Linked DNA regions of Sus scrofa: region 2 is linked to region 1. The links are chromatin contacts, called in public Hi-C maps. All regions are on one chromosome and are shown on one strand. The core of a region is the stretch at or near the end of the contact, and the rest is flanking DNA. Distances in the headings are between cores, read along the strand shown. Region 1 overlaps NCKAP5L (nck-associated protein 5-like). Region 2 holds the start of NCKAP5L (nck-associated protein 5-like).

Evidence for each region. A called contact is a pair of places that touch in the nucleus more often than the background predicts.
Region 2: a Hi-C map of skeletal muscle shows a contact between it and region 1, with 13 times the contacts expected there. The contact joins the promoter of NCKAP5L here to the enhancer-like site in region 1. A contact is called at or near these places in 5 of 47 Hi-C or Micro-C datasets (blood, embryonic fibroblasts, fetal heart ventricle and 2 more) and 2 of 2 datasets of contacts at active chromatin or transcription factors (alveolar macrophages and skeletal muscle).

What each region holds. Positions count from the first base shown.
Region 1 is chr5:15,716,578-15,719,668 of Sscrofa11.1, reverse strand. NCKAP5L (nck-associated protein 5-like) reads left to right here. Exons shown (of 14, transcript XM_013997563.2): 8 at 964-1,077; 9 at 2,424-3,091. Among named protein-coding and RNA genes, the nearest start is that of NCKAP5L, 43 kb to the left of the region's middle. Within about 2 kb of position 1,273, at least 7 of the 83 cell types and tissues checked have an H3K27ac peak or open chromatin away from gene starts, as enhancers often do. A contact at or near this core is called in skeletal muscle, where this site is marked.
Region 2 is chr5:15,760,066-15,763,081 of Sscrofa11.1, reverse strand. It overlaps NCKAP5L (nck-associated protein 5-like), which reads left to right and starts at 1,681. Exons shown (of 14, transcript XM_013997563.2): 1 at 1,681-1,790. BCDIN3D (pre-miRNA 5'-monophosphate methyltransferase) reads left to right here and starts at 1,437. Exons shown (of 2, transcript XM_005663848.3): 1 at 1,437-1,790. The coding sequence starts at 1,557. It overlaps LOC102167177 (a long non-coding RNA gene), which reads right to left and starts at 1,463. Exons shown (of 4, transcript XR_002343941.1): 1 at 1,362-1,463.

The DNA.
Region 1 (3,091 bases), core at 24-2,523:
TGAAGAGCAGTGAGTGAGACAGAGGTGGGCACGGGGTCAGGGAAGAACTGGCCAGAATGCTGGCAGGGGCGTTCAGACTTGTCTCTGGAAGCAGTGGGCAGGCAGAAGATGCTTCAGACAAAAAAGAAGACAACAAAGATGCTTCAGGCTGCTGTGGGCACAGGAGACTGAAAGACTGCCCAGCCAGGTCAGGGAGACCGAAGTGCTGAGAGGTGCCCAGGCCAGAGGTGTGAGGGTTTTGGGCTGAAGGAGCAGCTTCCAAGGGCCAGGCCATGGGGGAGGCAGAGACGCCACAGAGACAGGAGTTAACAGCTGTGGAGAATGCAAGGTGGGGGGAGAGTAGTTAGAGCCGACCTGTGCATCTAGTCAAGATGCTCAGGAGAAGGAAATGACATTCTCGGGGATGAAGAGAGAACTGATCTGTGATTAAACACTGCTTTTGTCATCCTCGGAGCCACAGCAGTGGTGGTTTCACAGGAAGCCATTCAGAGGAGTCTCAAGCGATAACTCCCGCCATCCCCTCTCCAGGACCCAGGAACAAGTGCCTCTTCTGTTAGTCACTGTCACCCCTGTGGGTGCTGGGGTCACAGGTGGTCAGAACAGGAAGGGGCCTCGAGGCTCATCCTCTCCATAATCAGGGAGGAGGCCTTGCAGAAAAGCAGAGGGTCCTGGGGGCTTGCTGGACACCCAGGTTAGGCCTGCCACTGCCCTCTGGCCCAGAGCCCCCGTCCTGTCCCACCTCCCGGCCACTTGGGCTTGCCCTTCTTCAGTCTCCCTGTGCTGTGGTCTCGCGAGGCTCCTCAGACCAAGTGGTGAAAGCAACACTTTGGGCCAGGAGACGTCACTGAAGGAGCAGACCTGGAAGAACGTTTCCCTGTCCCTGGATGGGACGACATAGCTTCGGGAGGGAGCGGGGACTTGGGACAGACAGCACCTGTGCTAACCCTGGCCTCCCTCCTGCAGATCCCACTTGCCCCACTCCAGCCGCCGTCAGAGCCCCCAGCCTCCCCGTCCCTGAGCTCCGCCGAGGGACCGGCCACCTCGCTGCCTCTGGGACGTTGTGCTGGACAGAGAGAGGTAGGCGGGCTGGGCACAGTGATGTGTGGCTCTGCTGGCTCCGGGCTTGTCAGCTGGGGCTCCACGGCTGTTTCCTAACGAGTCCCAGGGGAAGGGCTGCTTCCGGGCTCACAGATTCTTGTCCAGACTGGTGTGAGCCCTCAGCTGTCAGCCTCATACCAAGAAAAACAGATCGCCAACCCCCCACCACTGGCTTCTCGAGCAAAGGCATTAGTACTGCAGTGAGACTCACAGTTAACACCTCCTGAGCTCTTACTCTGTGCCAGGCACTGCACTGGCATTTATCTTTTTTTTTTTTTTTTTTTTTGGTAATTTTTGGCGCAAATGTATAATTGTACACATGCTTATTTATCTCAGTCCAGAATTATTCACTCATTCTTTTGCATATCCGGCTTCACTTTGAGAGTAAATAGAATCACATCCTATTTTACAGATGATACGATGAACTTTAGACATTAAATCACTTGCTGAAAGTCATATAACTAGTTAGCAGTGGGCCTGGGTCTTGAACTTGCACAGTCTGGCTCCAGAGCCCAGGTAGTCACCCACTGTGCCAGACCGGACTGGGCATGAGAAGGGGCCAAACAGAAGCAAGAAAGGGCTCGCAGTGGAGTGGTTCCCGGTCTGCTTTGCCATGGGGATCAGCTCAGCGGACAGCTGTCTGACCTGAGAGGGCCTGGTCTTGCCTGCAGACCGACTTAGAACTTGGCCACATCACTTCTGCTTCTTGAATCTCTGTGTTTTTTCTGAAGCCTGGAAACTGGACAGGCCTCCCTCCCCTGGGGTAGCCATAGATATCAGGGTTGTAGGTGCTCAGCCCTGCTGACCCAAACAGTGGTGGGAAGTGGTGCTGTGATAACCAGGAGGGGAAGTGGGTGCCCACTCAACCCCAGGTGTGCCAGGAGGAAGAGTTAGGGTAACTAGGGCTTAGAGACTTGAGGAAGCTTTCTGGCATATCCCAGAATCTCTCAGTTTCTTTAGGGGAGAAGTTCCCGTTGTGGCTCTGTGGGTGTGGGACCCAACTAGCATCCATGAGGACACGGATTCGATCCCTGGCCTCACTCAGTGTAAGGATCTGGCGTTGCCATGAGTTGTAGTGTAGGTCGCAGAGGCAGCTCCGGTCCCATGTTGCTGTGGCTGTGGTGTAAGTGGGTAGCTGCAGCTCTGATTCGACCTCTAACCTGGGAACCTCCATATGCTGCTGGCGCAGCCACAAAAAGACAAAAAAAAATGGGGGATGGGGACACAGACAAACGAGGCCAGCTCTGTTCCTGACCTACTCAGTCATGCCCACTCAGGTTCCGGGTCTGCACTTGGTCTCCTCCTCATGCCATTTCTCTCCCAAGGTGTGTTGGGAGCAGCAGCTGCGGCCCGGAGGCCCAGGACCCCCAGCCGCCCCTCCCCCAGCGCTGGATGCCCTATCCCCGTTCCTTCGCAAGAAGGCCCAGATCCTGGAGGTGCTGAGAGCCCTGGAAGAGACTGACCCCTTGCTCCTCTGCTCACCTGCCACCCCCTGGCAGCCTACAGGCGAGGGCCCCGGCTCCCCAGAGCCCATCAACGGCGAGCTGTGTGGCCCGCCCCAGCCTGAGCCCTCTCCCTGGGCCCCCTACCTGCTGCTAGGTCCTGGTAGCCTGGGAGGCCTGCTGCACTGGGAGCGCCTCTTGGGGGGCCCAGGGGAGGAGGAGGGTGCTGGGCGGTCATGGGGCCCTGGTCGGGGCTCCCTGCAGGCCCAGGGCACAGGTTCTGGGCCTCCCTGTGCCCCAGGCAGCAGCTCCTCCTCCTCTTCTGATGAGGCAGGTGACCCCAATGAGGCCCCCAGTCCTGACACCCTGCTTGGGGCCCTGGCCCGAAAACAATTGAACCTGGGCCAGCTCCTTGAAGACACAGAGTCTTATCTACAGGCCTTCTTGGCCGGGGCTGCTTGCCCACTCAGCGGGGACCACCCGGCTCCCAGGCAGCCATCCTCCCCAGACCCGGGGCCCCCGCAACTGTCCAAGTCCAAAGGCCTCCCCAA
Region 2 (3,016 bases), core at 432-2,931, 43 kb before region 1:
CTTTCTCCACATCCTTGTCAACACCTCTGGTCTTTTGGTTTTGTTTTCATAATAGCCATTCTAACAAGTGTGAAGTGATATCTCACTGTGGCTTTGATTTGCATTTCCCTGATGATTAGTGACACTGAGCATCTTTTCATATACCTGTTGGTCATGTGTGTCTTCTTTTAGAAAAATGTCTATCCAAGTCCTCTGCCCATTTAAAAAATCAAATTATTAGGGTTTTTTTTTTTTTTTTTTTTTTTTGCTTTTGAGTCATAGGAATTCCTTATATTTTTTTGGAAATCAATCCCTTATCGGATACATGGCTTGCAAATATTTTCTCCCATTCCATAGGCTGTCTTTTTACTGTATCAATGGTTTCTATTGCTGTATAGTTTTGACTTTGTAGTGTGACACAGTTGCACTTGTCTATTTTTGCTTTTGTTTGTGCTTTTGGCATCATATCCAGGAAATCACTGCCAAGATCAGTCCTGAAGCCTTTCCCCTATGATTTTTTTCTAGGAGTTATACAGTTTCAGGTCTTAAGTGCTTAATCCATTTTGAGTTGATTTTTGTGTAAGGGTCCCTTTTCATTCTTTTGCATATGAATATCCAATTTCCCAATACCCATTTGTTATGGAGTCTTCCTTCAACAAATATTTATCAAGTCTCTTTGGGCCAGGCATTAAGGTAGGCATAGGCTACCATATTTTCAAGGCTGATAAGAGCAAAGGTACATCCTGTGGAGTCAAAGTGCCTGGGTTCAAATCCTGGTACTATCATTTCTAACTGTGTCACCTTGAGCAAATTACTAACTTCATTGAGCCCCAAAGTCCTTAACAATATAAAGGTGATATTAAGTATGGTCCTTTCTTCACAAGGGTTGGTGTGAAAATTAATGCATGTAAAGGGCTTAGAAAAGTGTCTGGCGCCGGGTAAACATTTGTAAGTGCTGGCTCTTAAGGTACAGTCCATGCCTCTCAAGAGCTCACAGTCCACAGGTGCCCCTATCCACCTGTCCCACGTGACAGTCAGGGCCATGTGGGTCTTCTGGGCCCTGACTGTCACGTGGGACAGGTGGATAGGGGCACCTGTGGTACCTGGAATGACCGTAGTTCCTGGCTACCGTTTCCTGGAATCACAGGATGAACTGGGAGCAAGTTCCTGTGTCAGAGACTCACCGTGTGACCCTGGACGAGTAATTGCTACTCTCTAGCTTTGACTTTATGCATTTGTAAAGGAAGGAAGCTGAACCAAAACTGATTTCCAAATCCCAACAAACTCCTTGTTCTGGGTAGCCCAAGTTGAAACAATGTCAGCCTGAGCAACTCAACCTCTCTGTGCTTGTCCGACCAGAAAAATGGAAGGATATTACTAACCACCTCCTAGTTACAGCCAGGGTCCCACAAGGGAACGCCAACACCAAGCTTCCGCCCTCGTTCAGGGTAGGCCACCGTTTTACCCGCCAGCCTTTGTCATTCAGCGCACGCGCACTGGAGCCAAGACGGCGCTCGCCCCGCCCGTAGGTTCCCGACTTCCGGTTCCGCGGGGACCCAGAGGTCAGACTGAGACTCATGGCGGCGTCCAGGAAGCAGGCTACCGGGAGCGTTGACGAGGCTACGGCAGAAGAGGAACCACGAGTTCTAGAACCCGGGGCCGCCCCATTCGGAAATTTCCCTCATTATTCCCGCTTCCACCCTCCAGAGCAACGGCTCCGCCTCCTTCCCCCAGAGCTGCTTCGCCGACTCTTCCCTCAGAGTCCCGAGACAAGGCCGATCCTGGGGCTCGACGTGGGTTGTAACTCCGGGGTGAGTGACAGGGGAGGGATCGGACGTCGGCTGAGCCTAGAGGTTGGCGGCCTCACGTCCACTGGGGTTCTGGCCTGGGCGTGGCATCACATCCGTCACAACTTTCACAAAATAAGTTTTTAAAGGCATAGCGTTCGACCCCGTGCTGCTGCTATCTGACCTCCAGGATCCCAGCACCATCTCTTTTAGGACTCGTGGGGAGGAATCATTTTCAACTTTGGTTCCTAATTCCTGCGCCCCAGACGCCGTGCCAAACCGCGGGTGGAAAGGGCCACGTGTCTGGGCTTCTGGCGCTTGCCTCCTGTCCAGCGTGGCTGGCAATCAGGCTGGGGGAGAGGGCGCTTCCCGACACTCACGTTTGGAGCATGGAGTTGGGATTGGTTTACTGAGGGGTGACAGAATCATACCTGGAATTAAGATTCGTGTGAGAATTCCCTTGTGGAGCAGCAGGTTAAGGATCCGCTGATGTCACTGCTGTGGTTTGGGTCGCTGCTGTGGCGCGGGTTCGACCCCTGGCCCGGGAAGTTCCACATGCCTTGGGCACGACCAAAAAGGGGGAAAAAAAAAAATCACGAATGAAACACAATGCAGAATGGACCCTGGAGCCAAGAGGATATTTATTTTAAAAGCAGTGAGTTGGCTGAGTATAGAAGTGACATTAAGAAAGAAAATAAAGCATCCTGCCAGAGGAAGGCATTGCCACGTTTTCTTACCACAAAGTATTCTTAGGCATACAATAATTATAGTCAGTCCACAAGTAAAACAGGGAAATGTCACTCTGACACCTATTTGTAGCCACTAGGATATTCTAGAGGAGCAGTCCTTCTGACCCTGTGATTACAAATGCTTCATAAGTTAGTACCATCACTCCATTCCAGGCTAGGAGTCGGATAAGGTGAGGAAAATTTTACTGTGTTGCTGGCCTTAGGCGGAAGAGACTTTGGTATGGAGTTGAGGGCTATAGGGGCACAGCTGGTAAATGGAAGGAGGACATTTAGGCTAAAAACTGGAGTGAACCGGTGGGTGGGTATCTGTCTATCCCTTGCAAACATTTCCTTGCTGTGATTGATACAGATACCAAAGGGAGGAAGCAAAGGAAAAGAGAGACCGCATTTAAGACTTTATTTTGGGGTTTATTTCCCCCCCCCACCCTTGCTTCATGCTGATGTTTTGGGACCAGGGATGGAAGCTGTGCCACAGCAGCAACCCAAGCCACTACAGTGACA